2 separate regions of the Mus musculus genome follow, and region 2 is linked to region 1. The links are chromatin contacts, called in public HiChIP or PLAC-seq maps. All regions are on one chromosome and are shown on one strand. The core of a region is the stretch at or near the end of the contact, and the rest is flanking DNA. Distances in the headings are between cores, read along the strand shown.

Region 1 (6,415 bases), core at 3,537-6,036:
AATCTGTTCTGAGATACTCAAGAGATGTGCTCTTTAAACAACACAGTACAAGATTGTAGATGGAGTTATCCCCACAGCATGGGCAGCACTGAGGTATTTAACCACAGTAACAGTTCAAATGCTCACCAGCAGAGGCAGACATTAAAAATAAAGATAGCGTTGATACACGGGCAGTAATGGTTAGTGAGTGCCATTACAAACACCCTGGAGGCTACAGTGCCAAACATCACTCTCAATGAGAACCAGAGATGGAAACAGGCAGCTGTTGCAGGCGCCTGAAAGCGGCAGCTCCCATGTGCTTGGTTCTCTGGCCTTACAAAGAGGGGGGTGGGGAGGGAGGAAGAGAGAGAGAGAGAGGGAGAGAGACAGAGAGAGAGAGAACGCGCTCTGGTCTCTTACCTCCTTCTGAGTGTCCCTGCTTGAGACTATATACAATGGAATGACCTAAGACTCCAGGCCAGACACTAACCCCCAACCACCTTGGAGCTTAATCTCTTAAGATTTTCACCATGGAAATGGTTTCTATCTAGTTCCCCAATTTCAGCCTGTCTCCTAGCTGATTTTAGAGTTACCGCTTCAGAACGGGAAATGGCACAGTAGCCCTAATGAGGTTCTGTTGAAACTCTTGGAGGGGAAGCTATTTCTTCCTGTCAAAGAATGCCTTGGGTGGATAACTAACATTCTAAACTACCCGAAACATAAGAGTTACCCCACTGGGCTGCTTGCTGAGCCACCACACGGAACTCCAAGTGAGGGCAAGTGAGAGAAGACGGGAGGAAGGAAGGATGGCAGTGGATGTCTGACCTTCTTTTCAGCATCTGACCCATCTCCTCCAAGGATCTGGATAACTCACTAGCTTCCATCATAGCAGTTAGAAACGGCTTCTGGCACCAAGGCTCTTGTAGCAGTGCAATGAGAGCAAAGCCTGACTCTTATTTTAAAGGAACCTTCCAGACTTGGAAGGACTTGGGCTTCCTGCCACTGGCATTTGAGTAAATGAGATGCTAACCGTGACGGTTAGTTTAAAATGTTAACCTGGCACAACCTATAATGACCTGGGAAGAGTCTTAATTGAAGAGTAATCTAGATCAGGCTGCCAGTGGGCATATCTGTGCAAGACTGTCTTGATTGGCCATTGATGTGGGAAAAGCCCAGCCCAGGTGGCCTCATTCCTAAGCCAGAAGTTTTGAACTGTGTAAGAGAAGTCAAGCTAAGCACAGACAAACAAGGAACACGAATTCACGTCTTTCTCTCTGCTCCAGACTGTGGACATGTGACTGCCCTGACTTTCCCTCAGGAATGAAATAGAACTGAAACTAGAACACCAAAGCTTAGCAAAGGAACAGGACACACAGTAAAAAGAAAGATACACGGTGTCTCGTGAAGCCCAGAAGATTGAACGAATGAGCCTGGCGCCCAGCCACGATCAGGAACCTCGAGACTGGGGCAGTATTTGCAGATCTTCCGGCAGCTGCTTCCCCGATGGTTCTGATACTTCCAGCTCTGCCTTTCCCACATTTGGAGTGCCAGATTCCTAAAAGGAACACCTCACTTGCCACTGAGGCCGTCACAAACATGCTGAGTTGACCACCCAGGATGGCAGAGCCCTCCCAGGAAGCCAGCTTACTAGGTGGGAAGAGCTGCTAGGGTAAAGTCCCACAGGCTGAGTGCGGTCAATTACCCCCTCAATTCTGGAGACCAGAAATTCAAGATCAAGGTGTCTGGAGGGCCAGTTCCTTAGGAGAGCATCTATTCTTTCCCTTTTTCCTGGCTTCTCAGAGCTTGCTGACATCCCTCATGATTTCCTTAGTGTTTTTGTTTGTTTGGCTTCTGGATGCATTATCCTGATCCCCGCCTTCAAGTTCTGGCATTTTCTCTGTGCACAGGTCTCTCAATGTCTTCTTTTTCTAGAGACACAAGCTACATTGGGTTAGTGTAACCTTCTCTCAACGAATTACCTCCTCAGTGACTCTGTTTCTAGCTGAAGGAAGACTTTGATATATAAACCTGTATCGGGTGGGAAACATTTCCCCCTGAAATAATGAAAATGGGGAGAAGCTGAAGACAGCAGACCTGAGACAGCAGAGCCTAAGGGAAGGAGGAAAGCCAGTCAGCTTTGGTGTTGGGGAAAGTGTGGGTGAGAGGGACTCTAAGGCAAGAAAAGTACTCAGGTATGTTGGTGCATGCCTGCAGTCCCAGTGCTCAGAGGTGGAGGCAGGAGAATCAGGAGTTTAAAGCCATCTCCATCCGCTTCATCTCCAGGTTTGGGAGAACCTGGGTTGCTGGGAAACTCTAAAACAAGTAACAACAAAACAAAACAGGAAGAGAGTGAGAAAAGGGCCATGTCGAACCGTCAAAGGCTCCAGGGGCCACCATACAAAGAAGAGCACCTGCTGGACTTGGTGACAAGGGTGCCTGCTCCCTACAAGGAAGATGTTGGGCCGGGCGTGGTGGCGCATGCCTTTAATCCCAGCACTTGGGAGGCAGAGGCAGGCGGATTTCTGAGTTCGAGGCCAGCCTGGTCTACAGAGTGAATTCCAGGACAGCCAGGGCTACACAGAGAAACCCTGTCTCAAAAAAAAGAAAAGAAAAGAAAAGAAAGGAAAGGAAAGGAAAGGAAAGGAAAGGAAAGGAAAGGAAAGGAAAGGAAAGGAAAGGAAAGGAAAGGAAAGGAAAGAAAAAAGAAAAGAAAAATTCTAGCCTGGCAGTGGTGGTGCTCGCCTTTAATCTCAGCACTTGGGAGGCAGACAGGGGCAGGCAGATTTCTGATTTCTAGGCCAGCCTGGTCTACAGAGTGAGTTCCAGGACAGCCAGGACTACACAGAGAAACCCTGTCTCGAAAAAAAGGAAAGGTAGAAAGAGCAGAGGTTTAAAATGCACTAGGGACATGGACTGAGGGTGGGACAGTTCTGTTAAGAGAAGGTTGATGGTGACAAAGGGCGCTAGGGATTATGCCAGGTGTGAGCTCCATCACTGAGCTATTCCCCCCACCATTTTTTCAGTCTGGGTTTTTGTTGTTTGTTTTTTGAGACTCTCCTGTAGCTCAGGTTGGCTTGGAAATCATCATGTATGGTCTGGAGCTGCTGATGTCCCAAGTGCTGGGGTTACAGGCAACCTATAATCACAGTCCCATGCCTTTTAAGATGCATTTTCATGGAACTAGGAGAAGACAGCTCAGTTGGTAAGGGGCCTGTTGTGCAAACACAAGGGCTTGAGTGTGACCTCCAGAATGAATGTCTTGTTCACCTGAAGTCAGACTTTGACTGAATTGAACTACCCCTTGTTGTTGTTCTTTTTTGCTGTTGTTTTTCTTTTTTGTTTGTTTGTTTGTTTGTTTTTGTTTGTTTTATTTTGTTTTCCAGACAGGGTTTCTCTAGGTAGCCTTAGCTGTCCTGGAACTCACTCTGTAGACCAGACTGGCCTCAAACTCAGAGATCCGCCTGCCTCTGTCTCCCAAGTGCTGGGATTAAAGGCGTCCACCACCATGCCCGGCGAGCTGTTGTTTTTCAAGACAGGGTTTCTCTGTGCAGTCCCAGGTGTCCTGGAACTTGCTCTGTAGACCAGGCTGACCTCAAACTCAACTGCCTCTGCTTTAAACTACCTCTTTTATCTGCTAGCCCTACCCTGGAGTACTGGTTAAAAACAGTAGTGGCCTCATGCCTCTTCAGACTCAGGAAGTTCGGAAGGGACCTTAACAAATCTGTATTTTAAAAGGCTATTTAGGAACTGGAGAGATGTTTGTCAATAAGAACTTGCTGCCCTATCATCAGAAATCAAGTTCAAATCTCAACACCGACATCCAGCAGTTCACAAATGCCTGCAACTCGAGGTTCAAAATAGCTGAGCTTCAAAAAGCAGGCATATGCTACATACATGTCAACACTACAAGTAAGTCTATAATAACAAAAATTGTATTCAAGCCAAGTGTAGTGGTGCATGCCTTTAATCTCAGCATGCTTTTAACTCCGTGAGTTCCAGGACAGCCTGATCTACATAGCGAGTTCTAAGACAACCAGGACTACCTAGAGAGATTGTCTCAAAAAACAAAATGAAACCAAAACGGCAAAACAAAATAAAATACAACAACAACAACAAAAATCAAGACAAACAGAAAAATCCACAAAGCTCTCCACAAAGCTGTCTTCGAACCATCATGCTACCTCACTAAGCTGGTAGAGCACATGACACTTCATGGGGAAATGAGCATTCTCTCCTTGATTTTTTTATTTCGTTTTTATTTTTGTTTGTTTCACTATAAACTCAGGCTGGTCTGAACTTGCTATGTAGACCAGGCTGGCCTCAAACTCACAGAGATGTCTCTGCTGCCAGAGTGATGGGATTACAGGCATGGACCAAAGCGTCTGGCTCATTCCTCGTTCTCCGTGTTAAGTCTACAAGTAGTCAAGCTCCCAGAGTTGGAATCAGGACTTCAACCTTTCACTCGCTTCCAAACCACAACCGGTGACCCTGTCGCCATCACTTTTCCTTGTTCTGATATGTCTGAAGTCCTTATCCACGCAGATTTAGCCAATCCCTTCCCACTCAGTCTACAACTGAATCCACCCGCAGCACAGAGCCAGCAGGGGTAACGGGTGGGGCTCGGGATGAAGGAGAGGAAGGAATCTGCCAGTCTCTGGGTTCCCAGTGCTGCCTTAAGAGCCACCGCCCACTCTGTGACTCGCTCAACCGGGTCCTCCCAGCAACCGGTGCCACGGAAAGGCCAGGCTGGAGTTCCGAGGGTGTGGCCAATCCATAGCCACAGCCAATCACACAGGGTCCTCTAGTGAAGCTGTTAGTTGACAACGTGAACGACCCGAAACTTCTGGGGACCCAGCCTAGAACGCGACGCTCGCACGGCGAGTCTCGAGTCGGCGCGGAGGACGGAGCGGACCCGGGAAGCGTCTAGAGGAGGCCAGGGTGAGACCGGGTCCCCAGAGGAGCCCTCGGAAAGCTCGGGAATGGAGCCGCCGCAGGTCCCGGCGGAGGCGCCCCAACCCAGGGCCTCCGAAGACAGCCCGAGGCCGGAGCGGACCGGGTGGGAGGAGCCGGACGCGCAGCCCCAGGAGCTCCCGGAGAAGTCTCCGTCTCCAGCCCTGTCCGGTTCCCCTCGCGTACCGCCGCTCAGTCTGGGCTACGGCGCCTTCCGCCGCCTGGGCTCGTGCAGCCGCGAGCTGCCGTCTCCGAGCCCCTCGTGGGCCGAGCAGCCCCGGGATGGAGAGGCGGAGCTGGAGCCCTGGACGGCGTCAGGAGAGCCCGCACCCGCGTCCTGGGCGCCCGTGGAGCTGCAGGTGGACGTGCGCGTGAAGCCCGTGGGCGCGGCTGGGGCTAGTCGCGCGCCCTCGCCTGCGCCGTCCACGCGCTTTCTCACCGTGCCAGTGCCCGAATCGCCAGCCTTCGCCCGCCGCTCCGCTCCCACGCTCCAGTGGCTGCCCCGCGCCCCGTCACCAGGCTCCACGTGGAGCCGAGGATCGCCGCTTGCCGCGAACGCCACCGAGTCTGTCAGCCCCGCTGAGGGTTGCATGGTCCCCCCGGGCTCGCCCGCCTGCCGCTGCCGCTGCCGCGAGCCCGGACTGACCAAAGAAGATGACGCGCTGCTGCAGCGCGCAGGCATAGATGGCAAGAAACTGCCGCGGGCCATCACGCTCATAGGTGAGTGCTCAAAAGTGCTCGTGCCCGGTCCCTGAACTAGACTAACCAGAAGCCAATCTGGCTGCCCCCAAATCCATCCTGCTTCTGTCTCAGAATTAATAAGAATCAACCCAGGATCCTGCCCCTAGCCCTCCTCCCGGAAACTTTCCTTCCTTCTTAGTGTGCGCAGCATCTTGGAGAAGTAGAACTCTGGGTAAGGTGAGGGGAGATGATTCAGAATCACGTGGCAGTGGTGGCCTGGGTACACTTCCAAGGGCTGGGCTCCTTTCCGCCTTCAGGAGGGTCACCCATCAGCACACACGCTGAGCTGGCCCCGCGCCAGATGGCATGTGTTTTGCTTTGCGTGTGAAGGAGAGGCAAGTCTAGCAGTGCAGAAAGCCCCTGTGTTGGTTTACTTTTTCTTACTGTGATAAAATGCTGACCAAAAACAACTTGGGGAGGAAAGGTTGTATTTGCCTTACAGGTTATAGTTTATCATCATGGGAAGCCAAAGCAGGAACCTGGAGGCGGGAACAGGGGAACAGTAGCAAAACCACGGAGGAAAGCTGTTTACTGGCTTTCTGCTCGGCTTTCTTTCTTGTACCACCCACCCCACCTGCACCCGCCCGTAGTAATTAAGAAAATGCCCTACAGATTTGCCTACAATCTGTACTTGCCAATCTGGTGGGTGCATTTTCTCAAGGGAGGTTCCGCTTTCCAGAAAATCTTAGCTTGTGCCAAGTTGACAAAACAGTAACCAGTACAGCCCCCTAAAGGTTGTTAGTTA
Region 2 (6,175 bases), core at 1,229-3,728, 740 kb before region 1:
AAACAAAAAAGAACATCTTGTCTGTGATGCCTTCAAATAACCTTTAAGTTGTGACTCATCTTAACCCATCCACACGATTTTTTCAAGAATCTCTCTTTTAAGCAAGGTAACCCAACATTATGTTAGTTTCTCACTCTGTCCAGAGAAAAAGACACTGTCACATGCTGCTGCTGGCTGTGGCTTTCAGAGCCACTGTCACATGTATAACTTGGAAACTGGTTGTAGGTCAAGATACACCGCAAATGTGTGGGCTGGGGCAGGAAACGAAGACTTGCAACGTCAGTGTCAGAGAGGGGAGCTGCAAACGGTTTCTTGTTTTGTTTTTGATCGCTGTTTAAGGCAACTGTCTCAGACCCAGCCCGCATCACACACTGGGAGAGCACCTAGAGGTGGAAATCAAAGACCCATCCGAGGCCTTTCTACTTCATTTTTATTTTTTTTCAATCAATTAATTAATCCTTACTTATGTGAATGAGTGTGTTAATCTATGTGTGCCTGCCATACGTTCGGGTGCCCAAGGAGACCAGGAAAAGGCATAGGATTGCTTGGAACTAGAGTTATGGCAGGTTGTGAGCTGCCTGGTCTGGGTGCTGGGGACTGAGCTCAGGTTTTTAGAACAGCAGCTGCTCTTAATCTCTGAAACACCCCCAGCACCGTCATCTCCTCTTCAACTTCCCTTTAAATCCACAAGAGGAAGGCTGAACCGCATACAATCTGGAAATCTACTTACTAGGTTTTGCTTTTTGCCCACATCCTCTTCTACCCCAGGCGCTTCCTTGGCAACCTAGGTGGGTGTGTCCCTCCCTTACCTGACTCTCCCTACTTGTTTCTTCTTTTATTTTGCAGTGTAAGGTATTTGGCTTGCACATATGTCTGTGCACCACGTGCATGCCCTGTGCTGGAGGAGGTCAGATCCCCTGGAGTTATAGACAGATGTGAGGTACCATGTAGGTGCTGGGGATTTAACTCAGGTTCTCTGGAAGAGCAACCAGCTCTCCAGCCCCCGCCCCCTTACGGTGTGCACCTAAGCTGTAAAACAAACAAATAATAAACTGTGTTTGGGGCTGCTGAGTTACTTTTAGGTGACCCTAAGACTTTCTGCATTAGCTCATTACTCCAGCGTCTCCTCTGCTGGGGGATCTTGGGTCTATTGCTGTGGCTTCAGTTTTCCTAACCAAAACCCTTCAGGGTTTTAGTAAAGTTTAGCTAAAAGCTGGTCTGTAAGTCAAGAAGAGTTTGGTGGATGTCACCGAAGACATAAGATTAACTGTGAAATGAACCCAGGTCCAGGAGTGCCTTTTGTAGACCAGGCTGGCCTCGAACTCAGAAATCCGACTGCCTCTGCCTCCCGAGTGCTGGGACTAAAGGCGTGCGCCGGGTGGAAGCGTTCTTACTACCTGGCCTTGGATGCCCTGAAAGAGGAAACTGGGTGGTAGCACGGGAATCTTCCTTCTCTCCTCTTTCTCCTCCTCCACGTCTTCCTCTCCCCCTTTCTATTTTTATTTATGTGTTTTTGTATGTCTCTGTGTGTGTCATGTTCACGGAGGCCAGATGAGGGTGTCAGGTCCTCTGGAACTAGAGTGTGAGTCACCATGGAACCAAATCTAAGTCTCCTAGATGGGCAGTCACTGCTCTTAACTGCTGAGCCGTCTCTCCAGTTCCATTTTTTAAAAAATGATTTATTTATTTTTATTATATGTAATTACACTGTAGCTGTCTTCAGACACTCCAGAAGAGGGAGTCAGATCTCATTACTGATGGTGTGAGCCACCATGTGGTTGCTGGGATTTGAACTTCGGACCTTCAGAAGAGCAGTTCTTACCCACTGAGCCATCTCACCAGCCCTCTACAGTTCCATTTTTAAAAATGCACAGATGTGGGCTGGTGAGATGGCTCAGTGGTAAGAGCACCCGACTGCTCTTCCGAAGTCCAGAGTTCAAATCCCAGCAACCACATGGTGGCTCACAACCATCTGTAACAAGATCTGACGCCCTCTTCTGGAGTGTCTGAAGACAGCTACAGTGTACTTACATATAATAAATAAATAAATCTTTTTTAAAAAAAAAAATGCACAGATGTATGTATGTACGTACATATGTATGTATTTAATCATCTTTCCAGCTACGCTGCTGGGGATCTTAATACGAACTATTTATTTTGGTGCAATGGCAATGGGGTGCAGAGCTGTGAATACAAACAGGTGAATGACTATTCCTACCTATATGGACAACTGCATTTAATTAAACAAGAGTCTAAAACAGAATAACGCCTCCTCTTGAAAAAATGGTCAGCCTATCGGTTCTTCTCAAATGATATCTCTCACTCGTTGCTTTTCTCCGCTAACATTTCTGGACCTAGTCCCTTCCTGCAGGAGCTCAGTTAAACCCAACCAGTGGACTTTACAGCTCGCAGGTAAAGCGGCACTGGCGGACTACAGCTCCCGGCATGCACCTGTCCCCGAGGTCACGTGAGCGTCCGGAAGCTCTGGCCACATCCCGCTGGGTGAGGTGGCGGCGGGGGCGGCGGGAGCGGAGTCTAGCGGAGCGGGTTCTTCGGCGGGTCTCAGGTGCGAGCCTGCGTGCGCTCGGGTGCTTGGGGTCCTGGCCGGGTTGGGCGCGCGGTGGGCTTCGGGCGTGGGAAGCGCGGACAGCTGGTGGGTGTGGCGGCTCGGGCGCCGCTGGCAGCTGGCCCCCACCAGACCCCCACCGGGACCCCACCGGAGCTCCTGGTGCTGCCGCTGTGCAGTCCCGAGGCTGTGTGCACCGCAGAGGGAGGAGGACACCAGACACCAGAGAGGGAAGGTGGCCCAGCCCAGCCCACGCAGACCTCCCGGGTAGGGGGTACTTGTTCCCCTCGGCCCACCGATCTTGGCTCATGGGACGTTTGAACGGAAGAAAATGAAACCCAAGGAAAGGGTTCATGGTTTAGCAAGAGGAGGGCCACGTTTCAGGTAGGGTGGGAGGCGTTTGGATAGGATGCACGGAGGTCAGAGGGAGAATTGACTTCGTGGAAAAACTAGGGGTTTGTTTTCGAGTAACTGCCACGACCTCAGGGAATTCGGCTCTGCTTCTTATTCGAATGTCAGACTTTGGTTGTTCTTATTTGTAGAGTGTGGCCTGTTCTTAATTTTGATAAGACAATGGGGATGTGTCCACTTTTAACATTTTCTGCAATATGTTAAGCGATGCCGTGATATTTTACTGAAATGTTTAGAGGATACCTAGTTGCCAGGGCGAGCCTCTTTAGCCATTGCTTGATGTCTTCACTCACATTTCTGTTTACGAAACAATCACTGATGAAGAGAACACCTCGACTACTGTGGTAGTTGAATTATTCTTTTGCCACTTGCCAGATGTTCCTTGTAAGTAAAACAGAGTCTGCCCTAAACACACAGTAAATCCTTTCATTTAATCCTTAAGTGAGGAAAGAAGTGAAGTAAATGGACTTGACCTTTAGTGTCAGAGTTCTCTGTTTTTCAGGAGCAGTTCAGTGCTCATTGTTTAAGGTTTTGGATGAGTGCCTGGTCCTCAAGTGAGGATGACATGCTGTTGTTGCAGTGATAACTGGCACGATTAGGGCTTTGTCTGAAGGGCAGAGGAGAAAGTAGTTGTCTTTGAAAGAAAATAGGGAGAAGTTGGCCTTAGGAACCCTGGTATAAATGGATGTGGTTTTAGGAACCCTGAAACAGCTAGCTAAGTCCTTAACATCTGTGGTAATGCGGCAGTTTTAAGAAAAAGTGTGTGTGTGTGTGTGTGTGTGTGTGTGTGAGAGAGAGAGAGAGAGAGAGAGAGAGAGAGAGCGAGCAAGTGCACGGACAAGTGTCGAATAGTCCAGGTAATCACCATCTCCCTGTGTAACTGAAGATGTCCTTGACCTTCTAATCTTCCTGTCTCTGGAGTGCTAGGGTTGGTAGTCAGGTGCCATGGGTGCTGGTCAAGCACTCTACCACTGAACTAGACCATGCGTTTTTTGTTGTTTTGTTTTGTTTTTGAGACAGGGTTTCTCTATATAGCTCTGGCTGTCCTGAAACTCTGTAGACCAGGCTGGTCTCGAATTCAGAAATCCACCTGCCTCTGCTTCCCAAGTGCTGGGCTTAAAGGCATGCACTACCACTGCCCGGCTAGACCATGCTTTTAAAGCAGGCTCTCAAATGAATGTGTGCTTTGCAGCTCTGTAATCTAGGCTGGCCTCATATTCTCTCACATTTGGAATCTCCCTGCTGGGATTATAGGAGTATACACCTGGGAAGACTCGAGTCTTGGAAAGAGAAAAGATGTATCTGGTATCAGTGAATAGCTTCTAGTTAGATGATGAGAGATCAGAAAGATACTGTGTATGTGTGAGCGTTGGTTGGCACACAAGTGATAGCCAGCGTATGCAGAACTGTGAAAGGGCCAGACTCACCCAGCGGTCAAGTGCTTGCCTACAGACCAGCACTCTGAGTACAGGTTATCCTTTTACTTCGTACATGTAAAAATCAGACCCTTGGGAGCCAGATGATTGCCAGCTCTGTACATTTGAGGATGTTAGGGAGCCACATTTGTTTATAAGTTGGACTTTTCCCATCCCAAACTACATACCAGAGAGATTAAGCTGTAATTCAAGAGGTAATTCTAATTATCAGGTTTTACAAAGCCTGAGGTGTTTTCTCTTTTCCATTTACACATCTGAAAAATATGCAGAGAGCTGACTATGACTATATTTGCAAAGTACCTATCAGTTTCCTGGTGCCTTATAGGCATTCAACTAAATAAATCATTGACAAAGGTTTTTTTTTCCCTCTGTCCAAGAGCTCTGGGGACACTGTGGACTTAGAACAGAGAAAGCCACTGGTTTTTAAAATGGGGTTTATAGATGAACAATAAACATGCAAATCGTTAAAGAAACAGAAATGGGGAATAGAATTTATTTATTTGTACTGGGACTTGAACCCAGGGCTTTTACATTTGTATGCAGGCAAGTGCTCTCTCTATTTGGGTGCTCAAACAGTCGTCGTCATCTTCTTCTTCTTATGTAAGTACACTGTAGTTGTCTTCAGACACACCAGAAGAGGGCATCAGATCTCATTTCGAGTGGTTGTGAGCCACCATGTGGTTGCTGGGATTTGAACTCAGGACCTTCTGAAGAGCAGTCGGTGCTCTTACCCGCTGAGCCATCTCGCCAGCCCTCAAACAGTCTTCTTACTTCCAGGTGGGTCAGTGTGACACAGTATCCTGTTAATGGAACATTCTGTCTGTCTGTCTATCTAAGAAAGGGTCTCACTGTGAAGCCTTGACAGGCCTATAACTTGCTTTGTAGAGCAGGCTGACCTTGTCAAATACACTCAGTTCTGCTCACTCTTGTGGGATTAAAATGTTCATCACCACATACCTGGCCCCAAGGGGAACTATATTTGATGAGTTGTCTGGGCAGCTACTTAGGGAGGTGACATCTGAGAAATGAGCCAAGAAAGGGAGGAGCAAGCTATTGCAAAGAACCAAGAGGAGATGCACACAGGCCTAGAGGAGAAGGCTTGGCAGGCTCAGGGATTAGAGATGGGTGCAGGTAGAGGGACGGAGTGGAGGGAAGGGGACAAAGAGTAGATTATGGCCTGACAGAGGACTGGGAACTCAGCTGCCCAGGATGGGACTGGTGACGTAATGTTCACATAATGGCAACTGCACATGCCTAGAAGCAGCAGGTGGCAGGTGCCGAGAAAGTGCCTCTGAAGAAGCAGAGGTGGGTGAATCAGCACACTGCCGCAGAGAAGAAGAAAAAGTACCACATTGTGTGTTCTGTGCTCGGAGGCATGAAGGGGCTCTGCCTGTGGTGGATGGGGAGATGCAGAAGAATCCCCAAGACAGGAAAGGAACTGCTCAGACAAGGTACCTGGAGACAGAGGGAGGCTTCGTCCTCACTGTCTGCTGTTCTATACCTTCTGATCTTCTGCTGTGTAGTTTGGATGGGAGGCGTCATCCTGCAAAGCTCATTTTGCTGTTGTGTGTGATTGGATCACTAGAATGCTAACTTCATCAGTGGGCGAAGCTACTGATGAGTTCATACTACACAGGCTGTTAGGAGGTGATGGGCCTGCCCTTGCCTGCCCTTTGTTGCTCCGTTTGTTTCCTCGGCTGCCGTGAAGTGAGCATCTTTACCCACCTTTCATCCAGAACACCGGCCGGTCATAGGCCCAGAG

What was found. HiChIP or PLAC-seq counts read pairs in DNA pulled down with a chosen protein or histone mark.
Region 2: a FOXA1 HiChIP or PLAC-seq map of pancreatic cancer cells shows a contact between it and region 1. The contact joins the promoter of Slc37a3 here to the promoter of Klrg2 in region 1. A contact is called at or near these places in 1 of 39 promoter capture datasets (liver) and 2 of 115 datasets of contacts at active chromatin or transcription factors (bone marrow-derived macrophages and pancreatic cancer cells).

Annotation. Positions count from the first base shown.
Region 1 is chr6:38,635,610-38,642,024 of GRCm38.p6, reverse strand. Klrg2 (killer cell lectin-like receptor subfamily G, member 2) reads left to right here and starts at 4,786. Exons shown (of 5, transcript NM_001033171.2): 1 at 4,786-5,649. The coding sequence starts at 4,959.
Region 2 is chr6:39,374,010-39,380,184 of GRCm38.p6, reverse strand. It overlaps Slc37a3 (solute carrier family 37 (glycerol-3-phosphate transporter), member 3), which reads left to right and starts at 2,478. Exons shown (of 15, transcript NM_028123.3): 1 at 2,478-2,566.